Regions from separate parts of the Sus scrofa genome. Here region 2 is linked to region 1. Evidence: chromatin contacts called from public Hi-C data. All regions are on one chromosome and are shown on one strand. Each heading gives the region's core, a stretch centred on a gene start, on an enhancer-like site or on the middle of the called end of the contact. The rest is flanking DNA. Distances are from core to core; before and after follow the strand shown. Region 1 overlaps UGP2 (UDP-glucose pyrophosphorylase 2). Region 2 overlaps MDH1 (malate dehydrogenase 1, NAD (soluble)).

Region 1 (3,370 bases), core at 465-2,964:
AGCTGAGGTCATATGCTAACTAGATTTATGACCAATTAAAGCTAACCAACCTCTCCTGGGTTCTCACTGAAGTCTTTAAACTCAGTTTAAAGTGAATAACGCTCCTAGAAAAGTTCTTCTTTAGATTCAGATATCCAATATTATCCTACCTCTTCTACCTCTCCAATCATGCCTCAGTTTCCATAACTGGCTCTTCCTTTATTCTCCTACTCCTTGGGTTTCCTAAAATTCTGTCCCCAGACCATTTTCCTCCTCAATTATTCTCCTTACTGATAACTCACAAATATGTGCCTCTCATCCGGACCTTTTTTTCCCCTGAGCTCCAGGCTCACATTCCCTACAGCCTCCTAGACTTTTGCACCTAGATACCCAGCTGGGTACCTCAAACTCAGCATGTCCAAAACAAAACTCTTCCTCTAAACTAAATATATCTCCCTGCCCCACCCTGCTCCCCATGTCATTAACATTCTAGTCACTCCTAGGTGACCTAGAAATCTCAGTCACAGTTGGCTCTTCCCTCTTTTCCCCTCACATTACATCCAATCCACTACTAAACTTCTGAATTGAATCGCCACAATTCCACTCACTGCTTTCAGTTCCCATTGCTGCTACCTTAATTTCTCTCTCATTTTCACTCTCCTGGTCATCATGACAGCTTTCTAACTAGACTGCCCATCTGTCACTCTTATCTGGTGGTACCAAGCAAAGAGATTCATTCCCCTAAGCTATAACTGTATAACCACAGCACTTCTCTTCCATCATTTGATGGGACTCTCACTTGATGGAGAATAAATACAAATTCCTTAGGCAGGCAAATCTTAAAAGCCAAGGTGAAGTACTTTTTTGAGTCACCAAAACTAACGAAAGTGATAAAGCAGAATGCCTAAAGGCTGCAAGTTCCTACTTCATTTGTGACATCTTCACAGTACTACTAAAACTTTAATATGCACACAAATCACCTAGAGTGCTTGTTAAAATACAAATTTCTGGGAGTTCCTGTCGTGGCGCAGTGGTTAACGAATCCTACTAGGAATCACGAGGTCGAGGGTTCGGTCCCTGCGCTTGCTCAGAGGGTTAACGATCCGGCGTTGCCATGAGCTGTGGTGTAGGTTGCAGACGCGGCTCGGATCCCGTGTTGCTGTAGCTCTGGCGTAGGCCGGCAGCTACAGCTCCGATTTGACCCCTAGCCTGGGAACCTCCATATGCCGTGGGAGCGGCCCAAGAAATAGCAAAAAGACAAAAAAAAAAAAAATACAAATTTCTGGGCAAGCTCCCAAAGATTCTGACTCAGTGGGCCTGGAGTGAGGAGAATATGCCATTTCTAATAAGTGAATGCTGCCAGTATTGCCTTGAGTAGCTCTGATATAGATTATTATACTCCATTTATCTGAGTATGTGCATCGATCTTCTTCCTACCCCAATGCTATTCTCTGCCCCAAGGCCATGTGCTTCAGAGATGGCGCCAGGCCCAGAATGGTCTAAAGCTTTCCCAGGGATTGGGAAACATAATATGATTCTGGCTAGTGAGCAACAGGGATATAGTCTGCCCTTTAAAAGACTTGGATAAAAGTATTCCTCACTGAAAAAGTAGACACCTAAGAAGAAATAGTACCTTTTCCACCCCTGCACATAATGCCTATGTGTCCACCCCTCACCTTCAGTTTCTTCTGCCATTTAGTGACCTTGAAGGAAGCGGACCCACGAATGAAGCAAACATGCTTAAGAAAGCAAAAGGAAGAAAAGACTGATGCAGCCTTTGTACTCAATTAACCAACCCTGGGGAACTTCCTCCTTCAAGATTTCATGTGATACAAGTCTTACATTTTTTAAGCCAATTGAGTTGGTATTTTTCTGTTCTATGAAATTAAAAGCACGATGACTATTATAAGATTGTTCCAAAACACATATAAAAGTGTCATCTGACATTTTTAGAGAAGGGTAGGCAGAAATGAGAAAATAGAAATTAAAGGCCCAGTTGTGAATTCCAAAATCATGAGAATCACTCCACACCAGGGAAACCTCCCCGATCCCTCAGTCCCCAAAAGCTCAAACTCTGTGACTTCAACAGCGGCTGCTACTGTGGGATGGCATTCCCAATGCTCTAGGTGGTAGCTCCTGAACATTCTAGGAAGCCTTCCTTTCTACCACAATTCCACTCTGTGGAGGTTTTAATCTGCACTATTTCAAACACATATCAAACACCCCGAAACTTTAATTCTTTGCTGAGATGTTTGTCTGCAACACTTTAAGGGCACAAGCCATACAATGTTACTCAACTTTTTTTCCAAACACCTACCTCAACACCTGGCACAGTACAGGCATCTGATAATATGTAAATAAACTGAAGATCAAGACCTCACTTCTCATATTAGTGGTTTGACCAGACGCTAATATATCATCTGTCACTGTTCAGTTAAAATGTAATCTCCTCCTAGAAATCTTTTGAAACTAAGCAAGATTGCCCATTAACACACTCATGTGGTAGATCCTTGAACCTCTTCTTATATTTTCTAAAATTTATTCAATGTGTATCTTGCCCAGTGATACTCAAGAATATATCATATCTATTTGTTCACTGCTACTATTCTCACTGTATTTGTAAAACAGAGCTTGAAACATAGTAGGTCCTCAACTAAATTTATTAAATTAATGAGTAAGAGCTTATTATGATACAGTTCTGTGCTGGATATAGATAAAGAAGGTAGAGTCCAGTCTAGTGGAGTCTACCTGGGAAGGCCAAAGACTTTGTTCAATCGCCATGATTACGGTCACAGAGTAGCAAGGTTAAGAAAAGTATGGACAGTGTCTTGAGTACTTGAAATCTCTAGCAGAGGCTGATTTATTACCAAATATCAGGGATGTGGTCAAAGGAATTCCAAACTGGTAGGCAGTCTAGACAAAATGACCTCTAAATTTCCTTTCACTTTTTATTATCATGTATAAATGTCACCATGTTTTCACTAACTTTAGAGATTAAACAAAATTGGGCAACTTAAATACATAAATTTAGCTTAATTGAGAAAAAATGTGGAAAATGACAGGCATACACATGTTCCCAGACCAGGGATCAAACCAGAGACACACCAGAGGCATCGCTTAATTTGGGCCACGAGGGAACTCCTAGATAAAGTTTTAACCTTGGAAAGGGTTTTAAGGTCGTGAGGCTAATTCCTTTATCTTGGAGATGAAACAGGGGCCTAGAAATGCTGCCTTGCCTAAGGACATGGTGGCAGTGCCAAGCAGGAATCCAAAACCTGCAGCCTGGTGCCTAGCCTCTCTTTCCTGGAGGAAGTTCTCCCCTTCCTCTGCTAAAGTGCATTTACATGGTTTACTACCTTCAGGTTATATGGCACCAAATCTGAATGAAAAC
Region 2 (3,302 bases), core at 301-2,800, 230 kb after region 1:
GGATAGCATTATTATTATTTGGTACTAGGGTCAAAAAGGACATTTAGATTTTTCAGCTTTGGGGCATTTAGTAACATTGAAATGATTGTTTAATCAGGCAGAGGAAAGAAATTCAAATGCAGTTTCTTTTTCTTCTGCTAGTTCCTTTGCAGTGAGGTCCATCTTCTCACGAGAGAAATCATTAATAGGGAGACCTTCAACAATTTTCCAGGTCTTATCCTGTTTGAAAATAATTACAGATGAGAGATTTATAATTAAACTAGAATTGATATTCCAGCAAGCAACAACTTAGTTTGAACTTAATCCAGAAGTATGTTTTAAAATCTGATTCTAAAGATGCAAATCAAAATCCAGATCTTAACAGATATTTCCAATAAAAACTCAACATTTGAATTTGAAATTCATTGAATCTAGAAAAAAATCTTTAAATGAGGCTTTACTTAGCAAACATAAAAAACTACTGACTTCAGTAAAGATACAATACAGAGCAACCATGAGAACCACTGCTTCATTTCAAAGTAAGCGAATACTTGTTGGTGTCCAGTATTAGAGTCATAATAACAACATATATCTAGTCAGAAGAGTTGAAAGTTGCTTTCCAGATTAATTTCAATATTTTAGTGACCTGAAGTTATGATTCACATGATTTTAAAACTGAGGAAAATATCTAATAAAGGAACAACCTTCTAGACTAAATCATACCATTATTCATAAAAATACACAATTACTTTCCCCACAGGGACGGAGGAAAATAACCTCAAATACCTCACCTTGATTGTAACAGGGAATGAGTAGAGCAGATCATCAGGAACACCATAGGAGTTGCCATCAGAGATAATGCCCATGGACACAAACTCTCCCTAAAAATAATTACAAGCAATGTTTTACATTCTCATGGCTAAGGGATTAGTTTACATAACCAACTGACAGATGAACTAACAAAAGTAAACCAGATGACAGGTTCTTAATATGTGCATAATAACTTCATTGCTGTAATAAGGAACCATCACCAGGCACTTACACACAGGGCAACTTTCATGGTTATTATCTCATTCTACTCTTCTGATCTATGTGTGAAGCAGGCCAGAGAAATATAACCCTCATCTTATAAACAGAGGAGCTATGGCCCAATAGAGGCTTTAAGAAAAATGTCCCCTCAACTGTGTGTACTGGGTGATTTCCACAAAACATCTCATTACCCTCAAAACCCTGTGAAGTAAATGCCATGTAAAAGATGATGAAACAGCTCAGAAAGGTTAAGCAACTTTTCCAAGGTTACTCGGCCAGCCAGCAACTGAGCTGGGATATGAACCTAACCTGCCTGACTGCAAGGCTATGTTTGTTTCTGTTTTTTACATTATGGAATCAGAAAACAAAAATAGAGTGGCCTGTGCAAATCACTGCGTCCTCACCTCTGGGGTTCCAAACCAGATGTCTCTGACATGGTCACAAATGGCTTTTGCCGCAGACATTGCACTGGACAGTTTTCGAGCCTTGATGACAGCAGCACCGCGCTGCTGCACAGTCTGGGTGGGGCAGGCAGAGAGAGAAGTATTACTCCTGGGGTGAAAGACTGCAAACCACAGCTTAATGTGTCCCCTCCGAGGTCAGGCAACTACCCTATGTCAGCCTTTTTAATCTATTTCAGTTGTAAACGCCAGTCCTCCTGAAAAGGAAAACTGCAAATCCTCAAAGAAAGTTTACCACACTTCATACAAAGAAATGGATCTCTGTAAGACAGCTGAATGACTGGAGGTGATTTAGTTTTTTCTCACTTTAACAATCAATCTTGATGGCTACACAACAGATCAGACTGAATTATGACTGGCTTAGTATGATCCCCAAAAGAAATATGCACTCATCAAAGGATGCTGTCCTTGAGTTTCCTCCCACCACCCTTAGAGAGACACCCAGGTCAGTAAGGTGGTGTGTGTCTCTTAAGAGTTCTTGATGTTTGGCTGTGAAGAGCGCTCCTGGATTTTTCTCACCGTGATGAACTCTCCCTTGAGCCAGCTGTCATCCTTCACAGCTTCATAAACACCAACTTCCTTTGCCTGCAGTTTCACCTTGGCATGGTTGACATCTGGATACTGAGTTGAGGAATGGTTTCCCCAGATGATGACATTCTTGACATCATCAGAAGTCACACCAAGTTTGAGAGCAATCTAGTTCAAGAGAAAACAAGTATATTCCAAAGATAAATTTTTTTAACTTCAAATTGTGACCTGTTTGACAAATTGCCTTAAGATAAAAAGCCTCTGAAACATTAAGAGAACACAAAGAGTTATACTGATTTGTAAAAAACAAACAAAAACAAAACCCCACAAAATTTTTTGCTTCACTTCCCCAAATGGTTTAATAGTGTAAACAAAATCTGAGCCTGAAACACTACAGGAAATAACATTTAAGAGTAGAGAGCACCTTACAGTTTGTAATAACTTCTTTGTACATTGGGTTTATCAAATATAAAACCCCAAGAAAGAGGTTAATATTGCTTGAATATGTCAATGTGACTTTGCTTTATTGTTGATATTTGGAGATGTCTCCTCAGCATTTCTGAGCAATCAGATATTTAGATAATTTCTCCTTATTTAGGTGAGGCTTTTAATCTATCTGTATATAAAAATAAATAATTTTCAAATTATACTAAATATGAAATTTTTGAGTTGTAAAGGACTCAGATACCAAAGAATGGCTGTTCTCATTTTAAAAATTAGAAAACTGAAGATTCAAATATAACATGCATATGATACTAAAATTATAACAGAAGTAACAACCTCTAGTGGTAGGTTCAGAAAGCACTTTAGGATCCTGTATGGCTGGTAGTCACATGAACATCAATTATGTTATGTAGTACAGTAGTCACAGAAAGAGCTAGAAAGTTTATGTTTTGAAAATATAAATAAAATGAAATCGGCTTATTTTAGTATTCGTTTGATAAGGTAATGGGCAGAAAAGAAAACATGGTTAGTTGTATGTATATAGGCACAACTCCTCTTTTTGTGCTATGCTTTACTGAACTTCGCAGATAATGCATTTTTGCAAATGGAAGGTTTGTGGCAACCCTGCACTGAGGAAGTCTATTCCCACCAATTTTCCCAACAGCATTTTCTCATTTCATATGTCTGTGTTGCATTTGGTAATTCCCACAATATTTCAAACTTTTTCATTATTTTTAGTGGTCTGCGACTCTTTATATTACTACTGTAACTGTTTTGGGGTGCCATGAACTGTGTCCACACATAATGGTGAACTTATCAATAAATATTACGTGTTTTCTAGTTGCTTTACCAACCAGCTAT

Evidence for each region. Hi-C and Micro-C count contacts between places; a contact is called where the count stands out from the background.
Region 2: a contact with region 1 is called in a Hi-C map of liver, with 1.6 times the contacts expected there. The contact joins two enhancer-like sites. A contact is called at or near these places in 2 of 5 promoter capture datasets (fetal liver and liver), 1 of 47 Hi-C or Micro-C datasets (liver) and 1 of 2 datasets of contacts at active chromatin or transcription factors (skeletal muscle).

The regions. Positions count from the first base shown.
Region 1 is chr3:78,019,712-78,023,081 of Sscrofa11.1, forward strand. All of the region lies in intron 1 of UGP2 (UDP-glucose pyrophosphorylase 2), which reads right to left. Among named protein-coding and RNA genes, the nearest start is that of UGP2, 9.2 kb to the right of the region's middle. Within about 2 kb of position 1,715, at least 13 of the 83 cell types and tissues checked have an H3K27ac peak or open chromatin away from gene starts, as enhancers often do. A contact at or near this core is called in liver, where this site is marked.
Region 2 is chr3:78,247,136-78,250,437 of Sscrofa11.1, forward strand. It overlaps MDH1 (malate dehydrogenase 1, NAD (soluble)), which reads right to left. Exons shown (of 8, transcript NM_213874.1): 5 at 1,989-2,165; 6 at 1,413-1,526; 7 at 771-860; 8 at 94-219. The coding sequence ends at 94. Among named protein-coding and RNA genes, the nearest start is that of MDH1, 14 kb to the right of the region's middle. Within about 2 kb of position 1,551, at least 4 of the 83 cell types and tissues checked have an H3K27ac peak or open chromatin away from gene starts, as enhancers often do. A contact at or near this core is called in liver, where this site is marked.